4 separate regions of the Mus musculus genome follow, and all the other regions are linked to region 3. The links are chromatin contacts, called in public promoter capture Hi-C maps. All regions are on one chromosome and are shown on one strand. Each heading gives the region's core, a stretch centred on a gene start, on an enhancer-like site or on the middle of the called end of the contact. The rest is flanking DNA. Distances are from core to core; before and after follow the strand shown. Region 1 holds the start of Irak1 (interleukin-1 receptor-associated kinase 1). Region 2 holds the start of Arhgap4 (Rho GTPase activating protein 4). Region 3 holds the start of Dusp9 (dual specificity phosphatase 9). Region 4 holds the start of Zfp275 (zinc finger protein 275).

Region 1 (4,763 bases), core at 2,213-4,712, 380 kb before region 3:
TTCTACCTGTAGTGACCAGTTGGCTATAGTAGTTATTAGCTGGAACAACCAGACAGGGTACATGCCCCCTCCAAAATCCATGTTGTACTCCCCTCTGCCAGCCAGGGGGGGTGAGATCTGTAGAATAGTGCAGCCAGTGACAAGCCACCTTGTGTTTGTCACCAGCTCAAAAACTCATCTAAGGTTGGGAGCAGGCAGACAAGGCAGAGAGAAAGATCCAGGACAGACCTAGCTGGGCTGGAGGGGTCTTGAAAAGCCCTCTGTCGTATTCACCTTCAGTTTTTGTGCTTTGGGACAATTACTTTAGAAAATAAGTAGGTCGTTTTAAAAACAAAATATTGATTGCTTTTTTGTAGTGTTCAAAACAAAAGGTTCTTTGTGTATAGCCAAATGACTGAAAGCACTGATATATTTAAAAACAAAAGGCAATTTATTAAGGAAATTTGTACCATTTCAGTAAACCTGTCTGAATGTACCTGTATACGTTTCAAAAACACACCCCACTGAACCCCTGTAACCTATTTATTATATAAAGAGTTTGCCTTATAAATTTACATAAAAATGTCCGTTTGTGTCTTTTGTTGTAAAATCAAGTGGTTTTTCATAAGGTTCTTTTACTATTTGAAAAGATGGGCAGCACGCGGTTTCATTTTATTTTTGTAAGTTTTTTAATACATGTGAAAGCAAAGAATACTCAGCATGCCTTTCTAAGTGATGCGTTTGCACCTTTTGTTGGGAAGTACTGTATCCTGTGCTGTTAGCATTCTCGATAAATCTCTCTGTGAAAGTGACTCAAGGTCTGGGCTTTCATTATAAGTCACCAGTCCCCTCCAGCTCACCTGACAGCATGATATGTTTGATTCAGCTATCCCTGAACCCCAGTAGCCTCTCTCAGGATAGGTGTGGGAGGGTAGGGAAGCCTATTTCATATACTGGCATCCTCCTTAGTTTGCTCTGTGTCAATATTTTTCAAGCATACTACACCAGCATTCGACAGGAAGGCCTGACACAAGTGTGCCTAGAGCATAGCTTCCCTCTCCTGACCAGTGTGGCAGGGGCAGCTGCTAGGTCCTGGTGTGCCATAGTGTTAACACTTTCCTCCCAACTATGAGGAACTGCCCAAAGGGAGTCCTTGTGTCACTGGTTTCCTGTAAGAATATGAGCCTTCTGCAGCCACCTACTCCATAGGTTGATATGGCCTGGAGGAGAGGATAATGGCATGTCACAAATAATTGTGAGCATACCTAGAAGCTATCTTGAAGTTCTGGCCTCAAATGTTACATGAAAGGATTGATGATTCAACCTATAGACATGGAGAATACACTGAGTACCAGGTGTGTACCAGACACTGAGAGTCCCCCGTCCATAAAAAGGACCAAATCCCTGCCCATAGAGTTTAACATATATACACATGATAATTTTGGATAATGGAGTTGGCACATCTTAATATAGACTGACCCATGAGAAACCACTGGAAGCTCAGCATATGGTTAACCTCTTGGGTTGTTTTGGTTTTAGTCAGGGTCCAACTTCTACTCTAGGCTGGCCTGGAACTGAGTATGTAGGGTGATCTGCCTCAGCCTCCCAAGTGCTGGAATTACAGATATGAGCCACCATGCCAAGCTTTGTTTTATAATAAGGTCTCACTGTGTAGCTCTGGCTGACCTGGAACTATGCATTGTAAACCAAGCTGCCCTTGAAATTTTAGTTATCTTCCTACCTCTGATTCTAGAGTTCTGGGATTACAGGTATGCACCACCACATCTAGTTTGACCTCATCTTGAGAGTGGCCACAATTACTGTGGCTTCAAAGAAGAGGCCCCAGTGGGAGCCAGCCATGGATCTTGTGTAGACCTTTCTGAAGACATACTATAAGTTCCTTAGAGGTCAGGCTAGTGAGAGAGAACCCTTTGTAGTTAGGATTGATATGACAAAAAGTGTTTGTTGGGGAAACTGGTCAGGAGAAGAAAGCTGCCGCTTTACAAGCATGCTTTCAGCTGGCCAAACAAGGAATACCAAGTTGCTGCCTGTGGATCATCCCTGGGCAGTGAGAAGTGAGAAAAGTTTAGAGGTACAGAACTCCAGCAAGCTCAAGGTGTGTTCAAGAGAGGAGCTGGGTTTAGGAAGTTTTCCCCACAGCTGTTTATGTTCAATCTTATCAGGAATGGCTACAGCAGGGGTGTATATGCAAACTCAATTTCAGAACAGAATAAGTTCTTTTCAGGACACCTACTAAACAGGGTTTGGGTTTTTTGTTTGTTTTGTTTTTTGTTTGTTTGTTTTTTTCAGGTTTGGTCTTGATCTGAGGTAGGGTTGCACTTTGTATCCCTGGCTGACCTGGAACTTAAACCATGCTAACCTCAAATTCACAGAGATTCACTTGCCTTTGTTTTCTGGGTGCAGGAATTAAAGGGGTGTACCACCAAGCCCAACATCTAAAGAGTTCTATCTGGCTTAAGGCTGTTGGTGTATATAAGTTCAGGTGGGTGGACAGAGGCTGGCTATGCCATCTTCCTAACAGCTCTTTTAAAGAGCTGGGCTTTAGTGATTTGTACTTGAGGAAGACCACCTGAGCAGGGAGCACTATCCAAGCCATACAGTCTGTGCAGGTGAGTGGCAATGGCTAATGCTAAGAGTAGTGCACTCATATGAAGAGGACTTCAGAGAGCATAATGAGAAAGTAGTGTGCGCTGAGATGTGTGTCATAGTGACCAAAAAGGCCAAAGAAAACCCTGAATGGAGAACAGTAGAGGAATAGGCAAGAGACACTCATTCATGTGGCTAAAGGTCACAACAGGTGGTATCACCAACAACTACTCTAGAAAGGGGTAGGAGAAGCTGCTAGACCCTACTATCCTTATGGAGAGAAGTGCAAACTAAGATAAAAGTGTGACAGAAAAAGGAAAGGGACATTTAGAGCCGAACACCATGTGTATGTTAAGAGACATAAATGTGTTAGTTGGAAAGCTAATTAGAATCCTGCACAGGCAGATTCTGTGATCTAACACTTGCTGGCCCAGCTGCTGGAAGGTTCCTGGGGGCGTGGTGGGGGCATGGAGATCTAGCACACAAGCAGTAGCATGGTATACACTCTTCCAGACCATTCTCAGGGCATCCATCCTTATCACCAAATGACTACAGTCTGCCAGAGGGCCATTTTGTTACCCATATTTAACCCTGACTGACCAACAATTTGGCTGGCTCTCAAACTGCTCCCCAACTAAAGCGAGGGTAGCCTCTCCGTGACTTTCACCAGGCTTGGCATAAACTGCCTTTGTAGAACATCGTGTAAAAACATCGTGCCCTTTGTCTCTAGAACTGGAAGTCATTCTTCATCCTGTTCAGCCCTATTCAGATGTTTGTGTAGGACCACAGACCTCGGTTCTCCCATTAGGGACTCCCTCCTACGTAGCAGAGCTCCTTCCCCGCGTCAAGGGCGGCGCGGGACGCCCCCGTGTGGCGGAAGGCCGCGGAGGGCAAGATGGCGGCGGGTCGAGCGCCGCCTCTTCCGCCCGGCCGGGTGTCGCACGAGGCCGGCCTGAAGGGGAAGTGAGTCAGTGTCCGCGGACCCGGCCCGCTAAGGCCCGCGCCCGCCGAGGCCCCGAGAGGCCTCGGCCCGGGGGCGGCGGCGGCGGCCATGGCCGGGGGGCCGGGCCCCGGGGAGCCTGTGGTTCCAGGCGCCCAGCACTTCTTGTACGAGGTGCCACCCTGGGTTATGTGCCGCTTCTACAAAGTGATGGACGCCCTGGAGCCCGCCGACTGGTGCCAGTTCGGTGGGTGACGGCAGGCCGGCGTGGGGTGGTGGACTCAGGCTTCTGGAGCTGAAGCCTGATGTTCCCCATCCCGCAGCGGCCTTGATCGTGCGCGACCAGACAGAGCTGCGGCTGTGCGAGCGCTCCGAGCAGCGCACAGCCAGTGTTCTGTGGCCCTGGATCAACCGCAACGCGCGCGTAGCTGACCTCGTTCACATCCTCACGCACCTGCAGCTGCTGCGTGCGAGGGACATCATCACAGCCTGTGAGCGAGCATAGCCCCAGGGACCCTAGGGATGGGAACCCAAGAGGGGTGACGGGTACAGAGTTTCCTGAGACAGGGAACCATATGGGAACTCCCCCCCCCCCACCCCTTCACTTAGAGATAGAGAGCTCTGAGTCACAACCCTCCTTTCCTTCCTTGTTATCCCAGGGCACCCTCCTGCCCCCGTTGTGCCCCCAAGCACCGCTGCCCCAAGGCCCAGCAGCATCTCTGCAGGCTCTGAGGCCGGGGACTGGAGCCCCCGGAAATTGCAGTCCTCTGCCTCCACCTTCCTCTCCCCAGGTAAAAAGAACCCGGGTGTTGGGCTTGATATGCCTGAGGAAAAGGCCACCATGACTGCTGACATGGCTGTAGACTGCTGCTGGTCTCTGCCTCTCACTGCCATCTTTATGAAGCTTTTCCAGGCTCCCAGACCCATTCTGAGTCAGAGCTCCTCCAGGTTCCACTCCCTGTTTCCCTCGGGCCACCACTACCATCTTCAGCCCCTTCCTCCACCAAGGTAGGTGTCTCTTAACCCCCAGGGAATTTTCCAGACAAAGAGGAAGAAACTTAACCTTTGGTGTACCACAGAGCCCAAATCAGCACAGCCAGGTCATCTGAGAGACAACTAGTGTTGAAGGGAGCTTTCAACCTGGACCAAAGGGAATAGATAGGGTCCTCGCCTGGTCCATGGTCTCTTCCAGCAGTCAAGCCCAGAGAGCCCAGTGTCTGGCCTCCAAAGAGCCCAT
Region 2 (5,294 bases), core at 176-2,675, 270 kb before region 3:
CTCGAAAAACCAAAAAAAAAAAAACCAAAAACGAAACAACAACAACAAAAAAAAACCAAGATTGAAGCTGGTGAGATGGCTCAGTGATAAGAGCTTTGACTGCTCTTCCAAAGGTCTTGAGTTCAAATCCCAGCAACCACGTGGTGGCTCATAACCATCAGTGATGTGATCTGATGCCCTCTTCTGGTGTGTCGAAGACAGCTACAGTGTACTCACATATAACAATAAATAAATCTTAAAAAAAAAAAAAAAAGATTGAACACAGTTGAAAGTCCAGAACAGTCTTCCCTCCTGCCAAATCTCCATGTCAGGCTTACAAGTGCTCACATGCACTTTGACATCCATGCATGTAAGTACAGGTGTGGATGCCCTTGTATTAGTACCTTCAAGCATGTTTTGTAAGTTATCTTGCCTATCGCCCACAGTCTGTATACCCCAGGGCTTTCTCTCCAATGAACTAAAGACAGATGGCTTGTCACCTGCCTCCTGCCTTCCTAATTGACTAGAAGAGCCTGCTGTGGTTGTGCACATATGCAATCCTAGCCCTTGGGACAGAGGCAGAGTTTGAGTCCAGCCTGGATTGTGTAAAGCCAACCAGGGCTACAAAGTGAAGCCTTGTGAATGAGACAAAACAAAACATGACAAATTAATAAGTAGATCTTGCCTTATGACTTAGAGTTGATGGGGGTGAATAAAATCACCATCATCCTTGGATAAAGGAGGCAGTAGGAGTTGTTTCTAGGCTGGTTCAAAGCCCCCACTGGTATAGGTCCCTACAGGTGCAAGATGGAAGGGAAAAGAGACAAAAATAATCTCTTCCGGCAGCAGGAAGTGGTAACTACCTATGGGGAAATGAGGCTAGTTCTTTCCTTTGGGGCTGAGTAGAAGGGGAACTGTAGCTGAACCCCGCTCCCTCCCCCTCAGGGGGCCCAGGGAGAGCATAAGCCTACAACTTCCCATTCAGCTGTCTGAACTCCCATAGGCCTCACTATGGGCTATGACTCTGGAAGGAGGGTGGCATCTGATGTCCAGGAAGGCTTCAGAGGCAGACCACCTAGGAGCCTGGAGCAGCTATGGTGCCATTGTCCATTAGTATTGAGGGCTAGTGGCCATAGGGGTGTTGTCTGACAATGGGAACCACAGATAGGTTTCTGCAGATAATGAGGAACAGCAGCAGGTGGTCCCAGACATGTTGAGGTTGTCTTGCATTGCTGCTTTATGTTGACTCTTTGGGCTCAAGGTATCTAGGTAGAGGAGCAACTTGTCTCAAGAGAGATGAGCCTGAAAAGGGGTGCCTAGACTTTCAGAGGCCCACCCGGGCAGTGCCAGGTCCAAGTCGCCCCGCCCCTCCGGGGACTGTGCTGGGGGCGGGGCTGGCGGGGCGGGGCCCGCGGAGGGTGCTGGCCTTGGCGCCCCTAGTCCCTGCACTTGGCGGTCTCGCCTCGCTTCCGCGTGGGAGCATTGGGACTCGAAGTCGCGAACGGCCTTGGGCCATGGCGGCGCACGGGAAGTTGCGGCGGGAGCGGGGGCTACAACCTGAGTATGACGCACAGGTCAAAGGTGAGAGGGTGCTTTAGTCCTGGTTTACAGGGGAGACCCCAAGTGTCCGCTGCTGATCTCAGGGGTGCCTGGAGCAGGGTGGAGAAGGGAGTCCAAGCCCTGCTTCTTGAAGCCTCTTTGGCCTCAACTGCCTGCCCAAGCCCTCCCTCTCGCCTCCTTAGCCAACTTGGGTCGCCTGTTGCTCACTCAGGCAGCAATGACTGTGGTAGCCCGAGGGAAGGACAGACTGAGAGGGTGGCTTTCTAGTTGGAGTATAATGGGCCACTTTGACTTTGTTGGTAGCCTGACACCTCACTCTTAACACCACTAGAATCTATGAATTCTTAGCACCTTCACCTCCCTTTGGCACTGTATTAGCTTGCAGGTTTAGGGTGGTTGGTCTTGGGTCAAGCTAGGAGACTGAATATGGGTTAGAGAAATTCAACTGGGATGGCTTTACAGCCTTAGGCTATTAGACCTCTGGATTTGGGCAAACACTTCTATGCAAATCACATGCAAATGAGCTTTGTGAGTTCTTTGCTGACAGCTTCATTTCTTCAGGGTGTGGTAGGTAACTCTTTCACAGGAAAGGAGGCAGTGTCTAACCTCCCTCACCCCCACCCCCACCCCCACTTGCTTGTTGCTTCCAGATATCTTGGCTCTCTTCCTATTTCCAAAGACTTTGGATACAAACACAGTGACTTACCTGTCACAGAGCACAATGGCTCATAAGAGAAGAAATAATATGATCCTTGGAGTTTTCCAACCTGTAGATGAAATTCCAATGTACTTATTTGGTGCAAGCAACTTATAACAAAGTGTATCTTCATGATGTGTTGCTGTTATAGTGGAGAGCATAACTGCCTTTGAAAGTTTGACCCAGACCTCCTCATCTTGGTGTCCAGAGGCAGCTTGAGGTGATTGCAGAGGGTGAGCCAGCAGATGGAGACAATGATTCCATCCTACTTCCTCAAAATGTCCTGAAGCCTAAGGACCTTGAAATGTCTTCAGTCAGCAAACACAGGCCGGTTAGTTCCCATCAAGAGAAATTGGAGTTTGGCCCTAGAATATCTTTTAAATGGCCCTTGCTCACTCAGGGTGTTCAGCCTTTGTGGCTATTATTTCTCACCAGCCTCCCTCAAAAGAAAGTCTTCCAATCATGCTGGAACAGGGGCACTGTTTTGGCACTCTAATTTCTAAAAGGTCGCATAGTCGTGGTTTGGAGGACAATGCATTCTGCTTTGCTGGTCAGCAGAAGTGAGAGTGAATGCCTGGCTCACAGGAAGTGCTAGGGGGCCTGGGTCCCAGCTTTGCAATGCAAATATGCAGGATTTCTCACTCTTTTTTGTCAACTGTTTGTTTGTTTGTTTGTGTGAGTAGGATTGGAGCTTGGTATGTACAGCAGGATAGTATTGAACTCATTATTTTATTCAGGCTGGCCTGGAACTTGCAACATCCCCTGCCTCAAACTTCCAGGGCTAGGAATGACAAGCATATGCCATCACACCCAGATTTTTTTTTTTTACTACATCTATTTTGCTGCAGCCTCTGTGACTCCCTTATTGTATATGAGAGAAGCAGTCCTTGCCCTTCTGAGGTTCACAGGTCTGAGGAGAGAAAAGCAGTAAACAACCAAGTGCACAGCTGATTTCATGTATGATAATAGCCACTACAAAGGACAACCAAGGTCCCAAGAGCACACTGGGGCTAGACAAGGGCCAGAGCTTGGTTGGGGATCAGGGTTTTTTGAGCTGAGATCTGAAAGCTCTGCTACAACCTGGAGTCTTGGAACAGCAGTTTCCTGCCTTCTGTGGACCTCAGATGCAGTTGGCTTGTAATCTATAGCTCTTTGACAGCAGCTGGTGTGCATGTTCGGAAGCAGAACTGCTATTGCTGTTACTGGAGAATCCACACAATAGTGTGATCTGCTGGTGCACTCAGCATTGTGCAGCTCTAATAGGTCCCTCCATGAGTAGCAAGCACATCCCTTCTGGAACACAGGACAGGCACTGTAAGGAAGGGCCTGTTGGGTCCTCTTGGGACCCTACTTGAACTTTAATTGCCATTCTTTAAACCCTGTTATTCTCATTTAGTGGAGATTTCCCCGATAGAAGTCAGCACTCATCCTAGCGAGTGGCTGGCACAGCCCACTTCAGAGACAGGAGACTGGTGGCAGTAACACTTGGTATTGTGGGCTCTGCTTTGCATTGGCTTCGGTGTTAGGAGTTTCCATACATACACACCAGTTCCCATCTGCCTAACTTGTACCCTTAATGGAAAATTAGCAATTTCAATGACCTGGTTAAAGGTGATCCCCAAAATCCACCCCCAAGGGAGTCCAGTGGGTGGTATAAAAGGCTGATGAGTGGGCCGTGCATGCAGCTGGAGAAGTCGGTATTACCATAGAGTGGAGTCTGAGAGCAGGCAGAAGACATACTGAGAAAGGAAATCAGATAGGAAGATGGGAGGTCTGGATAGGAAATACCTAACAAGGCTTTTCATCTCATAGCTCCAGGAAAGTCACTGTCAGGATAGAAGTCCACCCATTCTGATTTCTTTACAGGGGGTTTCTTTGAATAGATACTCCTGGGTCTTACCTTTCAGACTTGCTCTCTGAGTCCCAATGTCCACCATCTTTTCCTTAGACAAGTGAAATGTAGTAGCTGCTCCTTGGGCTCTATACAGTAGCTAGAGGGACCCTGAAAATGAAATGAGACCACTGTTTGGCTTATATCTCCTTGGGCATCCAGATGAGCATTCTAGACCACAAGCTTTAGGTCATCTGCTCCCTCCCAGATTCCTCCCACTTGCTTTTCGTATATATACTTTTAAAAATATTTTCTCTCTCTCTCTCTCTCTCTCTTTTGTTTTGTTTTTCGAGACAGGGTTTCTCTGTGCAGTCCTGCTATTTATTTATTTTTATGGATGAGTGTTCTGTCTGCATGCCAGAAGAGGGCATTGGAAATTATTATAGATAGTTGTGAGCCACCATATGGTTGCTGGGAATTGAACTCAGGACCACTGGAAGAGGTGCTTTTGTTTTTGTTTTTGTTTTTTTTGGGGGGGGTTGTTGTTGTTGTTGTTTTGAGACAGGGTTTCTCTGTATAGCCCTGGCTGTCCTGGAACTCACTTTGTAGACCAGGCTGGCCTCGAACTCAGAAATCCGCCTGCCTCTGCCTCCCGAGTGCTGGGACTAAAGGTGTGCGCCACTACCGCCCGGCTTGGAAGAGGTGCTCTTAACTGCTGAGCCATCTTTATAGCCCCTTGTATACTTTTTTAAAAGGCAGTGTCTTGTGTAGCCTAGGATAACCTCAAGCTCACAGTGAAGCCAAAGATGATCTTGAATTCTGATACTCTTGCTCCTACTTCTTGAGTATTGAGATTATAGTACACCACTACACTTGGCCCATGTGTCCATCTTATAAGTACCCATTGCTCCTGGCCATTCTACCATGGCTCTTTTCCCATGCTGTCTGTCTCCCACTATGGTCCCTGCTCCAGAGGAACAGGGACTGTGTCTAGAATATGCCTGGAATGAAATAGATACAAAATCACATTGCACTAAATGAAGGGATCAAGTAATGTCCTGTTTTGAGGATATAGTTGAAGACCTGTTTGTTGTTCATATCCTGTTTACCAGAAGCCGAGACAGTGTGCCTTATGTATTCTATGTAATGGGGTGTGGGTTGTGGTGCTCATATGAGCCCTTGGTCTGGGAGATGGGGACACACTAGTGCTAGAGCTTGCAGGTTAGG
Region 3 (5,324 bases), core at 2,168-4,667:
GGCATTCGGGGACAGGTATGGAGCCAAGAGCAGGTTCCTGTGGCAAAGAATGATACACTCTTCCTGAAAATGAAACAGCAAGAAGGGCCAGGGCCCAGGCAGCAATCTGGAATGGTCTCTTGGATAGGAAGCCCCACTCCCACCCTGAAAAAAGAAAGTAACAGTCACAGACGAGGCAGGTTCTGGAGCATGGCCCCGCTCTAGAGCGGTGAGGGTCAGGCCCGAAGCCCGGGCCCACCAGTAGGCACGTGAAATAGAATCTGGGGCTGGCCTTGAGTGGGTGGGGCAGGTTTCTACTCTGTTCCTGCCTTGCTCCACCATCCCCACATGAGGTATTGCGCTTTCCCTCCCCCCTTCCCCTTTCCCCTCTCCCTGCTTATGGCTGCATCCCATCCCTGCTTATACTAGGGGTCATAAGTAGGGACCAGCCTATCAGCTCCATGCGGCTTTATGTGGGGTCCAGCTCAAAGACCCCATCACTGGTAGGGGTAGTAAAGAAGGAAGGTGGGTCTGAGACGGTGGACTCTGGTCCCCCACTGCCCCGCCCCCCGGAGCGCTTCCCCCCCAGGCGCAGGCTGCGTTCAAAGTCTAGCAGCTGCCCCATAAAGTTGAAGTTAGGTGAGATGTTAGACTTCTTCCGCTTGACCAAGTCGTAGGCATCGTTGAGTGAGAGGTGAAGCTTCTGCATGAGGTAGGCCACGGTGACAGTGACAGAGCGGCTGACCCCTGCCAGACAGTGGACGAGCACCCCACAGTTCTGCGACAAGGCCTCATCTAGGTAAAACAGGACAGAACAGAAACACCCCCTAAGGGTCACTATGAGTGAGACCAAAGCTATACGAATTTCTGGGATCACCATCACTGCCTCCCTACCCTGCCGAGACCATATCTGAAGGATCTCTCTCACTGGCAGTTGACCTGAGCTCTACCCCCACCTCCCCAAGTGTCACGTGGGCTCTGGGAATGGAGTCAGGAGGACGAGAGGCCAAGAATCAGTCTGGTGGGTGGAGATTGTGGAGGGGGAGGGACAGGGGGACAAAGTAGGGAGGACTTACCAATGAATGCAATGGCCTCCGGAAAGAACTGGGACAGATTCTGGCTCCAATGGTCAGAGATGGGGATCTGCTTGTAGTGGAAGTCACCATTCTTCTCAAAGAGGTTAGGAAGGTTGGGGGTGACATTGAGGATATAGCGGATGCCAAGCTTGGCCAGGCTCTCCAAATTGGCTGAATCTCGAGCACTGCCTAGGTAGAGATTGGGCAGGATCTGGACTGGGAAGGGTGGTAGCAGCCCAGCTGGAGGGGATGTGGTGTTCTCAGAATCTAGGCCACAGCTCAAGGTGTCACGGTCAGCCTCAGACTCTGCATCAGAGAAATCAGAGCTCAAGCACAGGCCACCTAGCCCCACCACAGGCACTGGGCTAGACATTGAGCCCAGGCCTGAGCCGGCACGACCACTGAAGCTGGTTTCACACAGGTGAGGACACTCGGCCTGGAACTTGCTGAAGCCACCTGTCAGGAAAGAAGGGCGAGGTCTTACTAGTTAATATAGCCTCTGGGCAGCCAAGTATCCCTAGCTGGGGCTAGGGAGCTGACACCACACAGCTCTCCGGGGTGGGGGTTGCAGATATTGCCAAAGGGAACGCATAAGCCAGCAGATTTGTTTAAACCACATGTGCTGTGCTATAGACAGCCATCCACCCTCACTCAGCATTAGTGACTGTTTCTTTGGCTGATAAGTGCCCAATGCAGCCCTTAGTCTTGGGGCATTATCCTGTGAACCAGGTTGTTTCAGGTCAATTCTCCCCATTATCCAGACTTATAAATGGGCTTGGAGGGATGAAGGACTTGCCCAAGGTCACGGTCAGCTCTGCCTCCCCAAAAGCTGTTGGGCAGGTTATCAGGAGGGAGGCGCTTACCCTATATTTTAGACAAAATAAGATTGAGTTTGCTGAAGGATAAAGTAATTATGAAATCCCCTTGGAAAGAAGGATCTTTTCTCCTGACCTGAGGCCTCTCCAGAGTGCTCTCTCAGGCCACTGACCCTCACTTACCCTGTAGGTAGTATGCTGGGTAGCCTTCTTCCCGCAGCTTCTGGAGCAGGACGCCCAGCACCGAGTCAGCATCCCACTCTTCTTTGGCCTCCGCTTTGGCCTCCGCTTTAGCCTCCGCTTTGGCCTCCGCTTTGGCCTCCGCTTTGGCCTCCGCTTTAGCCTCCGCTTTGGCCTCCGCTTTGGCCTCCGCTTTAGCCTCCGCTTCGTTCTCCGCTTCAGCCTTAGGTTCGGCCTCCGCTTCAGCCTTAGGTTCGGCCTCCGCTTCAGCCTTAGGTTCGGCCTTCGCTTCAGCCTCCGCTGCTTCACGATGGCACTGGCCACTGCTACCCTGGTCGTACAGGAGCACAGGGGCCGGTGGGGGAGGCTGCAGTGGTGGCCCAGGCAAGAGCGACCGCACCGACATGCTCCCCCTCCGCAGGCGGCGCAGCATCAGCGAGGGCAGGGCCACGCTCAGCGCCCCGCAGATGCGCGCCGACTCATACAGCTCCCGGCTGCGGCAGTCCAGCAGCAGAAGCTGTGGGCGCGGGGACGACAGCTCCTGACGCAGCCACAGGCATGACCGACTCAGACTCTCCATGGTCGCGCAGCGTCCTGCACGTCGGGCAGTGGGTGCTGTGGAGAGAGGCAAGGCGCGGAGTGAGGGCAAGTTTGTCTCTACTCCTGCAGCGTGGATCAGGCTACTGAGGCGGGAAGTCAACCCCTGTCCTGAGGGCAGGCTTTCAGTGTCCCCGCAGGGACATTCCTCTACCGCCTGCTTCTCTCCTCGCGCTCCACCCACAGTGAGAACACCAAGGAAGGCGCCCCTGGAAAAAGACCCGAGGCTGCCGCCACTTGGGCGCTGCTCCCTGCCCCGCTTACATGGAGTTTTCGTGAGACATACCCCAGAAGATAGCTGGGCGTCTACCGGTCTCTGAAGTGCTAGGAGGACTAAAACCAGTTCCCTCCACACCCCTTTTCTGACTTTCTCATTTGCTCTGATCTCCATCACTCCCCAAGTTCAATTTTGGATGTGTGGAGAAGTTGGGTTCAAGGCCCGGCTCTCCTCTAAAGCCCGGAAGACCCAGAGAACAAGAGGGTCACCGAGGTTGTGGGCCTCGGCGAGTCCCGTAAGAGCTGACTCGGCCCCACTCCTACCCACCCCAGGAGAGAACAAAAGGAGAGACCTGGAGCGAGATCCAGAGGCAGGCGACTGCACCCGGACGTCCTGGCCACAGCTAGTGCCACGGCAGGGCGTAGGTATCGTTCATGGAGACGGATCCCCCAGGCTTGGGCGCTCGGAGAGGGCGGGGTGGTGGAGCAGGCTCGCACGTGGAAGCCAAGCCTCGCGCCACTCGTGCGCCGGCCGCTTCCTGGCAGCAGAATCCAGATTCCACCTTGGAAGGCTCTGCCTTCGGACCGACTAAGTAGCAGCTCAAAGGGGCGGGACGGGGCGGGGCGGTGGGGCGGGCTCAGGGAGCAGGAGAGCCAACCAGGGCTAAGGAAAAGCCTGGTGGGAGTTGCAAGCCGCAGGCTGAGCTAGGGCTTCCACCCAGGCGGGACAGGGTCAGGGCAGAGGCCAAGGGCAGGTCGGGGGCCCAGCAGGGGACATGTTGCAGTTGCCCCTGCTTGGCGCCAGTCTGGTCCCTGGAAGCAGGAAGAGGGGTGGGGACAAAAGCCCAGAGCCCCAGAACCAGAAACTGTCTCAAACAACTCAATAATGCTGAACTACCTGGAACTAGATGGCCCCCATCTGTATAATGGGCCAATCAGAGCCTTCTAATGTATTTTACTGTGAGATGCCACTAAAAAACTGAAGGCACAAGGCAGCTCCTGGGTGTGCTATTTCCATCTGGGCTTCATTTGTACAGGCCTAGCTAAAGGTACACAAGAATTCCGAGCACCCAACTCTAAACTGAGACACTGTGCTCTTATCAGGTGAAGAGGGGCGCCTCCCCAAAGCCTCTTTCCCATAAGCCCCTGGATGGATCCACGTGGAAAGAAGTCGTTTTACTGCAATATGTCCCCATCCCCATTCTCCTTCTGGCTTTTCTAGTGGTCATGACTATACAAGTCACTGTCCCAGTTTTTGAAACTTCAGCGTGTCTCCACCCTGCCCCATTCCAGAGCACCATTCAGTCCACTAAGGCTGGTGGCCTCCAGCCAGCCCACTGGACAGGTGATGAACAGGAAAGACACACAAGGGCTCTCCTTGCCTGGGTGTTCTAGTCCAGCAGGACACACTAACAATAAGCAAAGGCACTGGACCAGATATCGGGGTGATAAGTGCTGACAATGAAAGGAGAGGCAGGGGAGGCTTCTAAAAAAGCCCCATCTGGCCATGTGTCCTTTCTCTGCTAAAAGCCCAAGAAAAGCAAATAACAGTTTTAAAGGAAAACACACAACAGATAAGATAAAGCTCGCACAAAATAATCAAAGGGTTAAGACCCCGTAGATAAATGGGTAAGGAACTCAAGGACTGCATACTCTGCCCAAAGGAAGGAATGTGATGGGGTAAGAATATATGGGGAAAGGTTGAAGCTCAGGCATGGAAGGAAAGCCAATTCAAAAAAATAGGGAAATACTTCCCAGTCACTACATTAGTAGAATGTTCTCAAAATGAGAACGCCAAGTGTTGGCAAGAGCTGACTGGGGCTTGATTATGTTGTGGACAAGTTAGTGGTGGCATGAGGCCATGGATGCAGACAGCTGAAGAGACAGTATCTTACCCTCCCAATCCTGGAGGTTGTGTACTTGGAGGGAGGATCTCCAACAAGAGGGAAATACTGGTATTCCCAGAAATCTAGCTGTGCTCTCCGGAGTAGGCTTTCTAGAGGAAGTGATAGGAACTGCCCTGGAGGATGAGCATGGGAGAGAGGCACCTCTCCATGAAGGTACGGGGAGCCTAGGCATCAATAACCCGTTCCACTCCTGTCCACACCTGAAGAATATTTTCCCTACACCTAGTCCCAGGCGCCTGCTGGCAAGGCCCCAATTCTAGCATAGGATAGGAGAGGATGACTGATGCTCCGTCTCCAAAGTCAGTGCTCAGTGCCCAACGCATGCCTCGTTGCAGTGCCAGCAAACTGGACAAATGGGAACCTGTTGCCACCCCCGCACTGCAGGGTTCGGTGCAGCCAAGGCCTCCCCTCGCCTGCCTCTACTAACACCTCCCCCCCCTGCCCCGCAGCCTCTGCTGGAGCTCTGGCCCCGCCCCTCTCCTGCTTCTGGATTCTCAGGCGGACAGGATTTGGGGAAGGCTGCTGCACGTGGGGCCCTTCCCGTCCCACTTTGG
Region 4 (5,544 bases), core at 44-2,543, 300 kb after region 3:
ATTTAGCTGATTTTTCCAAGGGGTCTATCATTAACAGGAGGCTAGAAATCACTGCTCTATGTGATTCTAAATACAGATTCAAGGCCACTATGGGGCAATGGACCAGACTGTCAGACACTGAATGTTGTTTCTATAATAATGTCCAATGGGAGAGGGGGTAAGGTAAGGTAAGTCCTACCAGGAGAGGTACTATTCCATTAGCCCCATTTGAAATTTTCTCCTAAAGGAAAATGTAGAGACCGAGATTTAAGAAGAAATGTTCCATTGACCAAGGAGACTGGAGAGGGTTGCCTGCCTCTGAGTCCAAATCTGGTTAGAGGGTATCAGCTGCACAGGGTGAGCCCTCTGGGAAGAGCGCCAGAAATGGGGGTGGGGGCACTGAAAAGGACCATGGGCTTTGGGCAGCAGGCAAGTGGGAGTATGCATGTGTGTAAAAAAAGACATGTAATTAATCACCCAAATATAGACTGGAGCAACCAGCAAAGGAGTTTAGAAGGGGGCAATGGAGTGGTGCCAGAAAATGTGGTTCCAAGGAGGGCCACCTTAAAAGGTCTCTTCATCTGGCGAGAATTCCCTTCTACACCCCCAAATTTCTGCCCCAGGAAACGTACCTGCTCCCGTGCAGTCACCACTCAAATGGAAAGGTAGATTCCCCTCCCCCCAGCCCCTAAGCAGATCCTTCTTCAGGGCCCCAGAGGCCCAACCCCTCCCCCCACACTAGGGGAAAGTCCCTTCAGCCCTAAAGACAGCCCCAAGGACTCCGAGTCGCTGGGGGCTGTGTGTGTGTGTCCACCCCCAGCTCCTGACCCGTCCCCAGTGCTTAGCATCCTCCAAAGAGCAACACAGGCCTCAACACATCCGCGATTCCCGCCTTGGACCGCTGCCCCCAGCCCTGCACTAGAAGGCCTCCGGGCCTCGCCATGCCCACCCACCGCCAAAGACCTTTTCTTTTGACCCCTGGTTTGCTCCAAGGCCCAGCAGCATCCCACTCTACGAAACGCTCCCTTCCCCTTATATTCTTCCGTGGTCCACGCATTCACACAGGCCTCCCAGCACAGCCTCCTGCCGCCCCACACGCTCTCTCGGCCACACATCCTTGCTCACGCACACAATCTCATGATCACTCGAGCTGCACATCCCTCCCATAGTCCGCACGCTCACCCGGCCCACGGCGCCTGACTCTGGGCCCTTGCAGAAGAAGAGCGGGCGCGTTGTAAGCAGGCCCGGCGTGGCAGGAAGCGCCACGGAGCCGCCAGTGCCTGGCGGAGCCCAGAAGCCCGGCAGCGCGTTTCCGGAGCCGGGGGCGCCGCCTGGGGTACTGAGATCGAAGCCCCGCCTCGGCCTCGGTCCCGCCCGGCCTGTCGGCTGCGATTGGCCTGAGAGGGGGGTGGGACAGAAGGGGGCATGTCTGGGGCGGGGTGAGGAGAGGAGGTGGGATAGATGAGACTAGGGGAGTAAAACTCATGAATCCTAAGTGATGAGTGTGGAACGAATGTAAAAACAAATAATGAATAAATAAATGAGCAAAATAAATTGTTAGTGGTGAAGACAATGAAGAAATTGACAAGGCCAGGGCCTTTAGAATGATGGTAGGGCTGGAGGAGGGCACTCAAGAAAAGAGTGCAGGGGTCGGAGTCCTTCTTAAAGTCAGACCTGAGCCCTGTCTATGCCAGACATCAAGAATACAACAGTGAACAAAACTAGACCCTAATGCCTATCTTAAGAGCCACACACCAGGCACTCCAGAGCTCCTGTGAGAGTACTGTAAGCGTATTAGGGACCACACAGCAATAAATAAACAGTAACCTGAATTTCAGAATGGCAGTTTATACCATGAATCCCAAAACAAGCGTCTTGGTTCAGATGTGTTGTAAGCAGCTGCCAATTCAACTTCACTGCTTTGCATTTGTGCATCCTTGGCAGCACAAGTAACTGTTTTCTTAAATATACTGTCTGGTTTCCCGAGGGAGGCACTAATAAACAAAGATCAATACAACATCTCCCGCCCCGAGAAGAGTGATGAGAACTTCACTCAGTATCCATCCAGGTGATGTTTGGAATGACCAGGAGGTGTGGAGGTGTGTGTGTGTGTGTGTGTGTGTGTGTATGCTTCTGTGACACTGCAGTATCTGTGGGCAAAAGCAACATCAAAGATAAACATCTATAATTTTGACATATCCAGTGTAAGAAAGGAAAGTCTGGTGCTGGAGAGATAACTCAGCCTGTAGAGTACTTGTCTTGCAAACCTGAGGACCTGTGAGGAACTTCACTTCCCAGTACCCATGTCAAAAACGAGAAGTCCACTTTTTTTTTTACTGTCCTTTTAATTTTCTGAGACAAAATTTGCTATCAGTAAAATGTATAAATCTATATGGTAAGTTTTGACAAATACCTTTCCTAAACCCCCCTCCAGACACAAACCATGATGAGAAGTCTGGAAAATTTCCAGTCCCATTGCACACATCCTATTTCAGCACAATTCCACAGGAACGCCACTATTCTAAAATTTCTCACTATCGACAGCCTATTTGAGTAATTAATTCCTGTTGCATGGGAATGAAATATATAGTATGTACTATTATCTACTACTCTGTCTGAATTCTTTCCTTTACTCTGATGCTTTTGGAATTCCTCTATATTGCTGAAATATATTTCCTTTCCTTTCATTGCTGAGTCATTTGCCATTGTACTTTACCATGTGGGCTGTTCCTAATTGGAATTGTTATTCACTATATGAACAGTGGTGTATATTTCTGAGTGAACATATGCTTTGTTTTTTTTTTCTGGAGTAAAAACCTGAAAGGGAGAATTTGCTACATAATAGGGTAGTTGTATGTATTATTAGCAACTGCCAGAATGTTTTTCAAAGTGGATACACAATTGAGACTCCTACCAGAAATGTGTGAGAGTTCATTTTATTTCTCATCCTCATCAACATTTGGGTTGCCAGCCTTTATTTTTATCCATTCAAGTGGGTGTGAGTGATTTCTGTGATCATTTCCTTGATGACTAATTACATTAAATATGTTTTATGTTTGAAGTGCTCATTTCTGTATCTTTCTTTGTAATGTGGCTGCTCAAATCATTTGCCTAACTCTACACAGTTTTGTGTGTGTGTGTGTGTGTGTGTTTGAAAATTAAACCATATGTGCTGGAATTTGACATACAAGAAATTGCATGTTTAAACTACGGTAATTGAACTGTGATTTAAGCACCATACTTCGGTAAGGTTTCATAAACATGCATGCAACTATGAAGTCTTCATCTAAATGAGGTCAATAGTGTTTCTATTATCCTCAAAGTTTCGTCAGCCCCTGCTAATCACTTTCTCCTTCTCCACTATGGCCAGGTAGCCAATGATTTGCTTAGTGTTCCCAAAGTTGTTTGTATTTCCTAGAGTTGTACATTGTACCCTGTTTGGTGGCTTCAGTCAACAATGTGATGATATTCTTAGTCTGTTGTGCGTCTACAATAAAACAGTCCAGAAATTGTCAATTTGATCTAATATATTAAGAAGTGAGAATTTCAAGAGATGCTACATGAATCAAAGATGTTTGTTTGTTGCTAATTTTTCTTGCTATCATCTCCAATAAAATATTGAACAAAAGGTATGAGAGTAGACATCCTGATTTTGGAAAGAAAGCATCCACCTTTTGATCTTAAGCATGCTATGACTTAAGAGTTTCTCACAGCTATTCATTGGCATGTTAAGAAGTTTGCCATCTTGTTTTCTGGGAGTTTAAAATAATTCTTTAAAAAATCTGCAGTGGGGCTGGAGAGATGGCACAGCAGCTAAAAGCAAAGCACTAACTGCTCTTCCAAAGGTCCTGAGTTCGAATCCCAGCAACCACATGGTGGCACACAACCATATGTAATGAGATCTGACGCCCTAAGATAACTACAGTGTACTTACATATAATAAGAAATAAATCTTTGGGCCAGGGCGAGCAGAGGTCCTGAGTTCAAATCCCAGCAACCACATGGTGACTCACAACCATTTGTAATGGGATCTGATGCTCTCTTCTGGGGTGTCTGAAGACAGCTACAGTGTACTTACATATAACAATAAATCTTTTTAAAAAATCTGCAGTGGTACTGGTTAGTTCATAATGTTGTTGCACCTACAGGGTTGCAGATCTCTTTAGCTCCTTGGATATTATAGTTGTTCCACCTGTAGGATTGCAGACCTCTTCAGCTCCTTGGGTATTTTCTCTAGCTCCTCCATTGGGGGCCCTGTGATCCATCCAATAGCTGACTGTGAGCATCCACTTCTGTGTTTGCTAGGCCCCGGCATAGTCTCACAAGAGACACCTATATCTGGGTCCTTTCAGCAAAATCTTGCTAGTGTATGCAATGGTGTCAGCGTTTGGAAGCTGATTATGGGGTGGATCCCTAGATATGGCAGTCTCTAGATGGTCCATCCTTTTGTCACAGCTCCAAACTTTGTCTCTGTAACTACATATGTATCAAAAGATGACCTAATCGGCCATCACTGGAAAGAGAGGCCCATTGGACACACAAACTTTATATGCCCCAGTACAGGGGAATGCCGGGGCCAAAAAAAATGGGAATGGGTGGGTAGGGAAGTGGGGGGAGGGTATGGGGGACTTTTGGGATAGCATTGGAAATGTAATTGAGGAAAATATGTAATAAATAAAAAAAATCTGCAGTGGATGTTGGAGTTTCTCAAATGTTTATGTTGCAATTACTGAGCTAATTATCCAGTTCTTCCTTTCTTCATTTGTTAATAAATTGAATTACATTTTGATTTGTATTTCCTTGAGCAACTTTCGTCATGGTGTGCAACCCTTTAACACTTTAAAAGTCACATTGCTAAAAATGTTTTTTAGAATGTTTTATGTATGAGTTCATAAAGCATGTTGATTTATAGTTGTCTTTTTTTTTTCATTTTATGAGGCAGAAGCTCACTACCAAGACTAGAAAAAAAGAATAGCAAAGTAAGTGAAACATAAGTAAGTACAAGTAAGGAGGTATTAGAGACGAGAGCAGAGATCAAAGAAATAGAAAAAGACAAACTGGGGATAAAATGAGCAAATCATACATAACCCTTGGAAGGTTAAATAAGAAAAAAGTGATATATGGAATCATTGGTATCAGAAATGAGAAATACATTACCACAGATCATGTAGGTATTAAGAGAAGAAAGAGGGCATATAATGAGAAGTTTCACACCCATCATTTAAGAAGTTAGATAAAATGGACACAAGTCAATTTTCCAAACTCAGAAGCATAACAAAATATGAATAGCCCTAGAGTTTGTAAACAAACTTAATTTTAAAAAAGTTTGATGTAGTGAGAATTCTGAAATTTTGGTTTCTTAAAAAAACTCAGAAATATTATAAGAATATATATATATATTGATATATATATATATATATTGGTTTTAGTCCCAGGTGTGGGGAATGGTGCTGCTTTAGATTGTTCATAGCAGCTGACTGATTTGCCTCATGTTCTAGCAGGGGCATGGTTTTGCCACCTGCAAATAGTTTCTGTGATTGTGTGACATTTGGAATTCTGGGAACT

What was found. Promoter capture Hi-C pulls out the DNA fragments that hold promoters and counts their contacts.
Region 1: a promoter capture Hi-C map of the SN4741 cell line shows a contact between it and region 3, with 3 times the contacts expected there. The contact joins the promoter of Irak1 here to the promoter of Dusp9 in region 3. A contact is called at or near these places in 1 of 39 promoter capture datasets (the SN4741 cell line) and 1 of 9 other capture datasets (adipose tissue).
Region 2: a promoter capture Hi-C map of embryonic stem cells shows a contact between it and region 3, with 5 times the contacts expected there. The contact joins the promoter of Arhgap4 here to the promoter of Dusp9 in region 3. A contact is called at or near these places in 4 of 39 promoter capture datasets (the SN4741 cell line, embryonic stem cells, hippocampal neurons and 1 more) and 1 of 9 other capture datasets (liver).
Region 4: a contact with region 3 is called in a promoter capture Hi-C map of embryonic stem cells, with 2.1 times the contacts expected there. The contact joins the promoter of Zfp275 here to the promoter of Dusp9 in region 3. A contact is called at or near these places in 6 of 39 promoter capture datasets (the 3T3-L1 cell line, the SN4741 cell line, embryonic stem cells and 2 more), 1 of 484 Hi-C or Micro-C datasets (embryonic stem cells) and 2 of 115 datasets of contacts at active chromatin or transcription factors (astrocytes and large pre-B cells).

What each region holds. Positions count from the first base shown.
Region 1 is chrX:74,022,620-74,027,382 of GRCm38.p6, reverse strand. It overlaps Irak1 (interleukin-1 receptor-associated kinase 1), which reads left to right and starts at 3,462. Exons shown (of 15, transcript NM_001177973.1): 1 at 3,462-3,773; 2 at 3,850-4,017; 3 at 4,186-4,317; 4 at 4,431-4,534; 5 at 4,719-4,763. The coding sequence starts at 3,638. It overlaps Mir5132 (microRNA 5132), which reads left to right and starts at 3,785; the gene lies at 3,785-3,855. Mir718 (microRNA 718) reads left to right here and starts at 3,447; the gene lies at 3,447-3,534. It overlaps Mecp2 (methyl CpG binding protein 2), which reads left to right. Exons shown (of 4, transcript NM_010788.4): 4 at 1-791.
Region 2 is chrX:73,907,429-73,912,722 of GRCm38.p6, reverse strand. Arhgap4 (Rho GTPase activating protein 4) reads left to right here and starts at 1,425. Exons shown (of 22, transcript NM_138630.2): 1 at 1,425-1,560. The coding sequence starts at 1,494.
Region 3 is chrX:73,637,534-73,642,857 of GRCm38.p6, reverse strand. It overlaps Dusp9 (dual specificity phosphatase 9), which reads right to left and starts at 3,417. Exons shown (of 4, transcript NM_029352.3): 1 at 3,217-3,417; 2 at 2,054-2,665; 3 at 1,056-1,511; 4 at 1-774. The coding sequence starts at 2,630. The coding sequence ends at 449.
Region 4 is chrX:73,338,369-73,343,912 of GRCm38.p6, reverse strand. It overlaps Zfp275 (zinc finger protein 275), which reads right to left and starts at 1,293. Exons shown (of 6, transcript NM_031494.2): 1 at 1,162-1,293.